2 separate regions of the Gossypium arboreum genome follow, and region 2 is linked to region 1. Evidence: chromatin contacts called from public Hi-C data. All regions are on one chromosome and are shown on one strand. Each heading gives the region's core, a stretch centred on a gene start, on an enhancer-like site or on the middle of the called end of the contact. The rest is flanking DNA. Distances are from core to core; before and after follow the strand shown. Region 1 holds the start of LOC108480746 (protein SAWADEE HOMEODOMAIN HOMOLOG 1). Region 2 holds the start of LOC108480406 (putative methylesterase 14, chloroplastic).

Region 1 (5,865 bases), core at 2,426-4,925:
TTAACTCTCCGTAGTTTCTAAGTAACAAGAACTTTGTTTAGGTCAGATGCAAAATGGCAAAAGTTTCCTATTTTCTTGGTTTGCTTGTTGATGTGAAAATATTGCCAATGTTCCTTTGATCATATTGTTCAATTTAGTGAGTAATGGGACAAGTAAAAGCGAGCAGCATTTTTAAAGTTTTGAAACTTTTGGGGGATGTAAGTAATTATTATTTGGGTTAAAAGGATTGGGTGGATGAATCTCTTGTGCACTTGTTTTACCTCCATCAGGGCCCCTTTCCTGATCCAAGTATTGCTAACAAATACAAATCTAGATTTATTATACCATTTCAAAAACATGTTAACAGGTGAAATGACACTTCGACGGCAGCAGCTATCACGTTCAGAAAATGTACTATCCTGCATCATTACTTCATTTTTTTTCCTCAAATATGTATTCAAATTTTGATTCAAAAGTGTGCAACTTTATACAATCATGACACATCATTAAAAAAAAATTATTTAATTTATAATATTGTCATAATTTAATATTAAAGTTATTATTCACTGTTGGATTACCTTTTTAAAAGGATTTGAGACATCATTGGGTTACAACTGTTATGCTGCTACTAAAGATGATTGTGTACCAAGAAATTGTTATTTTCTTCTTTTCATCATAGACTTCAATGAAGGCTTACATTAAACTTACAAATTGCTCATCAAAGGAGAGACGTATTCCTCCTTACGAACTACATCACTCCCTCAATAAGAAAATGCCGTTTTAAGAAGCTTGGATGAAGGCCCCTGACATCTCTTGTTTGCGAAAAATGTAAACACCAACTCATTGAAGAGTTGTTTACGGTTAATTTCGTCAATTTGTTTCTGCACAACTTCAGCTTTTAAGTAATAGGCCTGCGACATATCCTCTCCAGCGAAACATTTTCCTGGTGTGTATAACCAAGATAAATGAATGCGTGACAACATTAGTATGATTAAAACATCAAGTTGCAGCTATCCGTAAGGTGGATGGACACAAGCCAAAACAAAGAGAGGAGATGGAAGAGTGTGGTTATTGAGTTTGTATACCTCAGAGTAGTCATGGTCATAGCAGACCACGAATATGCATGTACATCCTTTATCATCATGTGTCTGCCTTTGAATATCCACAACATGCGCATCACAGTAGAGTTGATAATACTCTCTATCCTAATAGATCAACAGAGGTGCCGAGTGATTCAAATGGCCACCAACATCTAATCAAATAAGATAGTAAAAGGAAAATACCAGGTAGCACAGCACAAGGTCCCCAATATTAACCATACCACATTCCGAAGGTTCTAAAGGAATAGATCGTTCACGCACTGCAGTTTCTACATTCACCCACTCATCCTCTGCTTTATCAAATCCAGCAAACCGTACACGTACTTCCTACAATATATAACAGGTCATATGCATTAATAAATACTTGCAGTCTCCTTTTTTATAGTTAACTATAACCAGTAACAAAGGAACCAACAAAGGAAAGCATTAAAACAAGCACAGTAAGATACAGGAGCCTGCTACTTTATATCATAAAATACAAAACCGGTACAAGAATCTTACAAGTTCACCATTACAAAGGACCCTATAGTTGAGAAATGTTTCAACATCATACCTGAAAGCCAAAGAAATATTAGTCACATGCACTAGTTTAAGCCGCAAGGACCTTCATAAGATCCAAAAATAGTTTGGGTTTTGTCCTAATTCTATTAAAATAAAGATTCAATAGAATTACAACGTCTATATGTCCAGCCAAAAATTTGGAAGGCCAATCCAAAATCTATATCACACATCATTGGATCCTAAGTGCACCTCGTCCACAAATACAAGCCGCAATATCACTTCATTTCTTTACTATTTCCGGCTTTCTTAGTTTCTTTTCTATTCATCTGGGAGATTAATCTTTACCATAAATGTCCATGATTCCACACAACTTGACTAATAAGGGGTGCTTTATTAGATTCCTATTTTGGACATCCTCTTAGCATTCTTGATAAATTAGATACTGAAATCCAATCTAAACCTGAAATTTCGAGTCAATAATTTACTTCAAGATATAATAGCGAAGGTGTAGGCTTATAATGGCTTCTCTGAAGGTTAGACAAAAAACATTTGAATGACTTTTGCATGCCTTCATCAATATAGTCTTCCTCACCATGCATAATCTTTTGCTGATCTGGCTTCAAATGACAACTCCTTAAGGTCTTCAACTGTACCTGCATTAAAATGAATACAAGAAAATCCATACAGTTTCAGTTTCAACCAAAAAATAGAAGAACTTTGCAAGTTGGATAAAACACTACTTTTAAAATTTTGTGCTATTCATGATAGTGATAATTGTAACCATCGCCTCCAATTGTATATGTATATATGGTTGCTTGGCCTTAGAAATGAACCAACTTGAATGGTAGCTTTGGCTCGATTAGTTGACATAATTCAGTCAAGAATGCAGGCTAATCATAATAGTAATCTCTGCTTCTAAACTGAGTTTGAAAGAAGGGTATTAACATCAGCCTAATTTATGACAAGTAGCGGTCAATCGATAATGGTTAAACTATCAGACATTCATTTCATTCTTTTCGCTATGCAAGTTTTAAAATATTCCTTTTAGCACTTGTAAAACTTCAAACTTTATGAAAGTGACATCTTGATGTAGCAGCTAGCAAGTAAAGCTAGACAAAGCTAGGTCATATAGGATGAATCAAGCAACAATTCCCGAGTAACCATAAGATATTTACCGATAAATTAGACTAAAAAAATGTAAACTATGATGCCAACAAGTAAACCTTTTCGCTTTTGCATGACCTCTAGCGGTTTGCTTGAATCTTCACCAGAAAGATCAACAAATAGCTTTAAGGCCATTGCTGATGACTCTTGCTGAGTTTGTACCTCCATTTGTTTTTCTTGGAAAAAAAGTTGGACCTAAAAGACAAAAAGAGAGAGAGAGAGAGAGAAGATTTGTGAATGCCATTATGAACTTAACATGAAATCCGTAGGTACAATGAAATAAAACAAACCTGTTGCCATGTTATAGTAGATTTTCCAAGACGGTTTGAAGAGCAACTGTAAGAACAAAAAAACCCAAAGTAAGGAAAAAATAATAATCTTTTTATTTATAAAATAGAAAAAATCACCTGAATCTGGTAGCTAGATTGTTGCAGAATTCCTCATTAAGCGTTTCATCTCCTATTGCCTTGTACTTGTTCTCCATTTCCAGAATCTTTTAATCAGAGGGGAAAAAATGAGGATGTTTGGGAGATTAAAGAGGGAAAATCAAGAGGAACAATACAAAAGGGGAATTCAAAGAGAGGAAGGCGCTTCCATTTATGCGATGATCAAAACAGAAAGATTAAGCATAGGTAGAGAGGGAATTGAGGGTGGTCAAGAAGTTAGAAAAAAAAAAGAGGGGAAATGAAGAGGCCGAAGAGAGAGAATTACTTACCTCAGCTAAGGTGAATTCAGAAAGGGAATCCCATGAATCGTTGTCCACCATGTCTGACCAAAATCTGAAAAATCTTTGCCGTCGACACGACAGACACAGAATCTTCAAAAGTAACTTGGGTTTTGTTTTGAGGTTTACTTCTACTATTATTAGTATGTAATATGTCGGAGGTTTTTAATTTTATTGCTATCTTTTCAGCGAGTATGGACACTCAAACCTGGCCCAACCCAATTCTTTTCCATTGAATTTTTCTTTTTTCTTTTTAATTTTTTAACCAAGCATAGAGTCCACCATCTCTTCTTCTTTCGAGCTAAATATTGATGGAACTCACATTCCGTATTCAGTATTGGCATTTTCGGCAGCAATAGCAAAAGATGAATACTGTAGATGAATGTGAAGATAGGATATGCTAATTGCGATAGAATTATTGTTGAAATTGGAGGTACTCTAACTGTCGAAATCTTTCTTTTGAAAACGGAGTTATTTTTATTTTGAAAATGAAAAATAAAAAAAAAAGTCACGATCAATTTTTTTTATGAAGTGTGATTGGATCACATCATAATTTGATCATTTTAATAAGAGATTTGATTTCTTAAAATGATATTTTTAGTTTACGAAAATTTAGAAAATAAGTTCGGGAGTCAGTTACGTACGAGGAAGGATTAGCACCCTCGTAACGCCCAAAATTAGTACCTAGTTGATTAATTAATGTCTTAGCCTCGAAAGTCGAAAATTTGAAAAAAAATTTAAAATACGATCCTTTTTTGCATTATGCATTTTAAATAAAATCTCTTGAATTACTGAAAACATGTAAAAGGACCTTTTTTTTCGAAGTAATTAACATGTCATTTCCCGTAAGTTAGGATACGACACATTAAATCCCTGAAAATAAGTTGTCCTTTTACTTTATTATTTGATCGAATCTCATGTATTTAAAAATTTAAAGGATGTTCGATTATTTAGGATTAACGAGAAAATCGAAACCCCGTAAGTTATGGTACAACTTCTCAAATCTCCAAATACGAAACATTGGCTATTTTGAAAACCTTTTTTTGAATAATATCAAACGTAATATTTAAAACAATGTATTTTTCTTATTCGGGATATAACATAAAACGGCTTATTATTGAATAATACATTTAAATGTGATTTTTTGACGTGATTTTAACGAAATGAGATAAGAAAACGAAACGATGATATAGAAAACGAAATGACGTATACTAATAAAAACAATTTACAAGCATCACATAATGTACACTATTTTAACAATAATATGAACAATCAAAGATAAATGAAATAGATAGTAACAATGGTAATAATACCAAAGCATACACATAAAAGGACAACACCAACTTAAAAACAAAGAAATAAATAAAATAAATACATAAATAATGTAAGAGAAAATAGTTTATAAAAGTATTGAAAATATAAAACCAAATTAAAATATAAATGAAATTTAAAGGTACAATTTGGAATAAAATATATAAATAAATGAAATAATAAAATAATAATAATAATATATGTACAAGTAAAAAAAAATCTAATTTTAAAGGTATAAAAAGGGTAATAAATAGATAGACTTTAGAGATGTGCATGAACCGGGCGGCCCGGCCCAGCCCGAAGGCTCACCCAAAAAATAGAAGGGTTTGGGTAAAAATATAAGCCCGAAAAATAGGCTTGGACAAAAACGAGGCCCATTTAGAAAAGCAGCTGGGCCCCGGGTAAGATTTTTTTTTTGCTCAGGCTCTACTGATTTTAATATTAAATTATTTTTAATATTTTTATTTTAATTTTAAGTAACTTTAGTACTTTGACTTTACTTTTTTGTTGTTTTTAATGTTACTTTGATATTGTAAAACTTTTGTTATTAATATAATTTGGTTCTTAATTTAGTTCTAATTTGTTTCAATTTTTAATTTTAATATAATTACTTTTTATTATATTTTTAATTTATGTATTATTTTAAGAATTATTTTAGTCTCATTTTTATTTGTTTTTTATTTTAATATTTGTTTTATGTTTTTAAATGTATTTGATTTATTATATTTTAAATTTTTTATTTAATAAAAAATAAAAAATTTAATATGGTCGGTAAGTGTTGTGGCCTACTATTTTTTCCTGCAGGCTTGGACAAATTTCTAGACCCATATTTGGCGGGCGGGCCCTGCATTGAAAATGGGCAGAATTTTTTGTGGGCCCGACCCTGCCCATGCACACCTCCAAGATAGAGGTGATCATGGGCCGAGCTGGGCCGGGTTCGGGTCGGGCCCATACAAAATTTTAGGCCCGTCTACTAGGCCGGGCCCGAAATATGGGCTTAAAAATTTGTCCAAGCCCGATCCAAAATAAAATTGCTAAGCCCGAGCCCAACCCGGCCCGACCCATATTAATTTTTTTCTTATTTCA
Region 2 (5,865 bases), core at 1,565-4,064, 240 kb before region 1:
CTTGGAAGCTGCAGAGCGTGTCAGCAGTGTCGGAAAAGTGATCCCAGGATGGAAGATTGTGTACTCCGGTGACACTAGGCCCTGTCCAGAACTGGTAGATGCATGTCGTGGAGCAACAGTTCTCATACACGAGGCAAGTTTTTATTGCATTAGATATTAATAGCATGTTTAATTGAGCTTCATTGTAACTAATAGTTCTGCCATCACCTTCCTTAGATAATACAATGCAAGTTTGTAAATTTAAACATACTTTCATGGAGGACATGACATACAATTAAGATATTTGATTAGTGCATTCAGATGCATTCGTATTCTCCATGTCTATCTGGTGTATAATCCAACTATTTAGGGTTCTTTAGTGGTTATTCAGCTTTGAGTTTAATTTGAAACTGGATCTCTTTTGTACTTGCATTAACCATCACCGTCACATTCTCAAAGCTAATTTGATTGACCAGCTTACACTTGATCATATTACAGGCAACTTTTGAGGATGGTTTGGTTGATGAGGCCATTGCTAGAAACCACAGCACAACCAAGGAAGCCATTGAAGTGGGGAACTCCGCTGGTGCTTACCGCATCGTCCTAACCCATTTCAGCCAAAGATACCCGAAAATTCCTGTATTTGATGAGACACACATGCACAAGACATGCATTGCTTTTGACATGATGAGTATTAACATAGCAGATTTGCCAGTGCTTCCCAAAGTTCTTCCATATCTTAAATTGCTTTTCAGAAATGATGTAGGAGTTGATGAGTCGGATGATATCCTAGATGCTGTGGTGTAAGCTTCTTGACATATAATGAATTAATTCTTTTACCATTTCCATATTTCTCTCATAATTTAAGAAGACCTTACATTGTTCATACCACTACCAGTTTTTAATTGTTTTAAGCTTGTCCATCACAGTTTGTAACCCTGGTGTCAAAGAGGAGTTGCCTGGGAAACAAATAGTAGCAAGTTTAAAAGATTGTGCCAATGATCTTTTAGTGATTGGTTAGTACTGAAAGAAGAAACCATAGAAGGAGAATATTACATAATCAAATTGGTAATATTCCAGCACTGAAAAATCTGAGTAGTTGAGTAAAGTTTAAGCTTCTAATGGATGAATCATGAATTGTCTTTTGTCTCACTTGGGGTTTCCATCTTATACTAAAAATTAAATAGAAATACAATAGCCATATGGTTTGGTCAAACACCACGATATTATTATTGGTTCTAAGGTCATCATTAAATTAGGCTCATAAACTAATTGAGGATCGAGGCAGGGACCTAAAACAGACAAAATTAATTGTGGTACATTTAACTTCACCCGCTTATACAAAATTAGACCAAATAAAATGTGGAAGACGCTCTGTTTATTCTACTATTTAAATTGGTTGTTGAATCCTAATCCTCTCTCTTTCTCACTAGGACCAGCAATAAAATCTAAAAATTTAAAGAAATTAGATCCATGGTTTAGAAGTTTAAATATCAGAATCAGCACTTTGGTGATTGCAAGGATTGTCATAAACCCCTAATTTCCCATTTATAGATTCAATTTTCAGTTCATATATGGAGAAAAAGAGGGTAAAAAGAGCAGACTCAGTTTGGTGGGTAGGAGAGGATAACTACAAAGCGATCTAATTAAAGAAAGAGGCCACACGGTGTTGGAATTGCTTGTACGAAGGGGGTTTTATTGAAAAGGGAATGAAAAAAAATGTTTGTTACGAGAAGGTAGGTTAAGATTTTCTGTAATCAATATTTTTTTCGCTTTAATTTTAAGGTCTAATAGGCTCCCTAAAACGGAATTTTTAAAATTTGGCTCTTCATAATTTATAAAATTTTAAGTTAATATATGATAAAATTATATTTGGGCCCATAAAATTGAAAAAATTATGATTTAATCTTTTAAAATATTATAAAGATATATATTATTAAAATAATAAAATTACATTTTAACTCTCATAAAAATATATAATTTAATTCAACCTCCCAAAAATTTCTATCTTTACTTTTGAATTTAGTCTCGCCTAATTTAAAAATTAACACTATAAATTAACTTCATTAAAATTAGATATGCTTTATCAATTAAATTTTATTTTAAATATTAAAATGTCACATATTCAAATTCAAGATTAATGGTACTATAAAAGATATCATTGATGATCAACTCCACATCACAAGATAATAACGATACATGGTTTGTTTTGAAATTGTGCAAATTATATTTTAAATAGCTCAAGTTTAAGGTTTTTTTTTTCTTTCATTCTTTTTTGTTTTGTGTGTCTTCTAATTAAGTACATGTAATTTGGCGCTTTATAATTTATAAAATTTTAAATTGGTAATAAAAAATTATACTTTGGTCCTCATAAAATATAAATTATTAAAATGGTAAAATTATTTTTTATTATCATAAAATATACAATTTAATTCCACCCTCTCCCCAAAATTTCAAGCTCCGTCAGTTTAAATATCAATATTAAAGCTAAACTCAAATACTAATCTAAATTTAAAAAATTTAAATACCAAATAATATATTAACCTTTTAAATACTAAACCTTCCTCTCCTTTCATACAGGAACTTAAAGCAAAGCGTGCCCCACAAGTTAAACAAACCTCTTTACTATTTTAGTCCATTTAAGACGTCCACCACATCAACTTCTTCTATAATTAAAATTAGATTGGCTCCACAACCTAAATACAATTACAAAAACAAATATTTATATTAATATTGTTAGAACTCAAAATCAATGAATAAAATACAAGACAAAACAGTGACTGCTCCTTCAACTCAAACCACATAATACTATAAGTATTATAATTATAATAATCATCTACCATGCAAGGGAGGGGGGGGGGGGGGTGTGTTTGATAAAAACAATCCAAAAATAAGACAAATGTCTCTCCTACTTACCCCAACCAAACTCTTTTCATTTTGTATTGAACACCATTTAGCAGTAAAACTGGAATAACCCCAAATCAACGGTCAACAAACAGTATAAATAACATTTCTTCATTTTGTAGACAAAGAGAGCAAAGCATTCAAAGTCTCTGTCTTTACCGTTGATAGAATTTGTATCCAAACCACAATAAATGTCACTTAATTTTAGTTGGCTGCCTCTGAATTAAGCAGGTCTCAACACATTTGTTTAATGTTTTTTTTTTATGCATTTATAACCTACTTCTTCTAACTCTTTATTTTTCTCCTCTTTCTTCTTATCTCTTTTTTCAACGATTTCTAAATATAAATAATGAAATCTTGAAGCTGAAAGGTTTTTGCTGTATACTAATTTTTGCTCACTGAAAAAAAACCCATCTTTCCTGGGGAATCTCTTGACTTTCTTCAACTTTCCTGGCAGAAATGATCCTTTAGCTTTCTGGGTTGTGTTAAAAAAAAAAAAAAACCTGTTTTGAGGTGTTGTGAAGAATGGGTAATATCATTTACAGGAGAAAGAAGGATAGCAAAGAAAATAATGGATCAAGAAGTAGGAGAACTGGGGGAAGGTCTCAGAGGAAAATGGCTGCAGAAGAAGAGCTTTTGCATAGGCAAGCTTTGTCTATGGTTCTTCATCAGCACCAATTGTCTCAGAGATTTGATGGATCCATGTCCAGGAGAATTGGCTCTACCAGCTCTAGAAGACACACTGATCCATTAGCTAATAATGAAAAAAAGGTGGTTTTTTTTTATTACTATTAATTGTTATTGAATACCGATATTAAATTACTTGGTGTGTTTCCAACTTTTCATCTCTAATCATTGTGTTAATTACTCTTTTAGTTGACTGGATCTATGCTGAAAAAGTGAGGTTTTGATGATTGATTGTAGAACAAGAGCAAAATATTGAGAGAAAAAAAAGATGCCAATCATGGTTCACTTCTTTTGCTTTTTCATTGAATAAGGGAAAATATTTAACCGATTCACTGTGCTTTGAGCTTTATATCTTCAAAGTAGATTCCAAGTCTCTAATACAATTTAGTTGAGAAGATAAAGATATCTTCTTCTTCTTTTTTCTGCTTTATTTTATTTTAATCCAATTTCAAAGTTTAAAAAAGAGGTCTTTTGTTATGGTCAATGTCAATGTAAAGGCAATCTGGGAACCATTCTTTATTTCTATTTGTGGATCATGCTCTCCATGAAAGCTTGTGAAAAAGGTCAGTGATAAACTTAATGAAAGCTAGGTGATTTGTGATACTATTTTCATGTTATTTGCAGGTGGTGGAGTCTCTTGAAAATATCAAGTTTAGAAGAGTTGTTCTGATACATGGAGAAGGGTTTGGAGCATGGTGTTGGTATAAAACAATTGCTCAGTTGGAGGAAGTGGGTCTTTTACCTACTGCTATGGATCTGACCGGTTCCGGTATTGATCTGACAGATACAAACACTGTCACTACATTAGCTGAATATTCAAAACCATTGATTCAATATCTAGAGGCCCTTCCCGAAGACGAGAAGGTAAGTGAGTATATTTGATATTCTCATGCATTTTATTCATCTGCTATGTTAATAATTTTGATTTCATGAATTATATGAAGGTTATTTTGGTGGGTCATAGCAGTGGAGGTGCTTGCCTTTCTTATGCATTAGAAAATTTCCCAGAAAAGATCTCCAAAGCAATCTTCCTTTGTGCTACAATGGTGTCTAATGGTCAGAGACCTTTCGATGTGTTTGCAGAAGAGGTATTTTTATCGATGCCTTGTTGCCGTTTCTTGTACATCAAGTAATTACATTAAGTCTATGTTACTTCAACTCTTCATTTTGTTGCAGCTTGGTTCTGCTGAACGTTTCATGCAAGAGTCAGAGTTTTTGATTTATGGAAACGGAAAAGATGAGCCACCTACAGGGTTCATGTTCGAGAAACAGTTAATGAAAGGGATATATTTCAACCATTCACCAACAAAGGTACTTTTACAGCCTTACAGGTCAAGAACATCATACCAGTGAACCTCGTAAATCTTGAATATCCATTTTTTTTTCCCTTTGCAGGATCTCCACCATTCTGTAAGCTAGATGTTTAAGATTTATTGTTCTGCTTATTCATTTGTGGCAACTGAACAACGGTTATTGAAGTTGTATTGGAAATAAGAGCACCATAGAATTAAATGTTTGAAGCTTTAGCTATGAAGTATGCATATTATGGCCATTTTTGGGCCAATCAATGTTGTGTATGTCACTTCTGTTATTTGGTGTAGTCTTACATTATGGTTAATGAAATCTAGTGCTGCAATCGTTTGCATGGACAACGTAACATGAAAGGAGTTATATCATTAGACTTTTTGAACAAGAGGTGATATATGTCAAAACTCAAGATACCGTAGTTTCTGATGATTCGTGTTGGTTTTATTGGTGAATATTACGTTGCATTTTAACATGTTAATACCATGCTCGAGTCTAAATGTTGTGTGCTCGAGTCTAAATGTTGTGTGCATTTATAGAATCATATTATTCTAACATGATATTTGGTTTCTATTCCAGGATGTAGCTTTAGCCATGGTTACCATGAGACCTACTCCACTGGGTCCTATAATGGAGAAACTGTCACTGTCCCCCGAGAAGTACGGAAGTGGACGGCGGTTCTACATTCAGACATTGGATGACCGAGCTCTTTCACCAGATGTGCAAGAGAAACTAGTAAGAGAGAACCCACCAGAAGGAGTTTACAAGATTAAAGGGAGTGATCACTGCCCATTCTTCTCAAAGCCTCAGTCGCTTCACAAAATTTTAATAGAAATTGTTCAGATTACTTAGCTTAATTTCAATAAAGAAGAGAAAAGAAAAGGGACCATATTCTTTAACCTTTATTTCTATTTGTCTCACAGAACACAACTGTTTGTTCATTGTACGGCTCTTAAACTGTCATATGCCGTTCTTGTATGTACAACTACC

What was found. Hi-C and Micro-C count contacts between places; a contact is called where the count stands out from the background.
Region 2: a contact with region 1 is called in a Hi-C map of leaf, with 3 times the contacts expected there. The contact joins the promoter of LOC108480406 here to the promoter of LOC108480746 in region 1. A contact is called at or near these places in 2 of 5 Hi-C or Micro-C datasets (both in leaf).

Annotation. Positions count from the first base shown.
Region 1 is chr10:8,350,342-8,356,206 of ASM2569848v2, reverse strand. It overlaps LOC108480746 (protein SAWADEE HOMEODOMAIN HOMOLOG 1), which reads right to left and starts at 3,675. Exons shown (of 9, transcript XM_017783839.2): 1 at 3,460-3,675; 2 at 3,152-3,237; 3 at 3,035-3,080; 4 at 2,804-2,939; 5 at 2,173-2,233; 6 at 1,581-1,632; 7 at 1,263-1,406; 8 at 1,065-1,184; 9 at 486-922. The coding sequence starts at 3,510. The coding sequence ends at 878. LOC108483566 (casein kinase 1-like protein HD16) reads left to right here. Exons shown (of 17, transcript XM_053019847.1): 17 at 1-176.
Region 2 is chr10:8,590,954-8,596,818 of ASM2569848v2, reverse strand. LOC108480406 (putative methylesterase 14, chloroplastic) reads left to right here and starts at 2,814. Exons shown (of 6, transcript XM_053020455.1): 1 at 2,814-3,114; 2 at 3,429-3,654; 3 at 4,195-4,434; 4 at 4,515-4,658; 5 at 4,747-4,881; 6 at 5,455-5,865. The coding sequence starts at 3,499. The coding sequence ends at 5,727. LOC108480150 (tRNase Z TRZ3, mitochondrial) reads left to right here. Exons shown (of 12, transcript XM_017783042.2): 11 at 1-133; 12 at 478-827. The coding sequence ends at 786.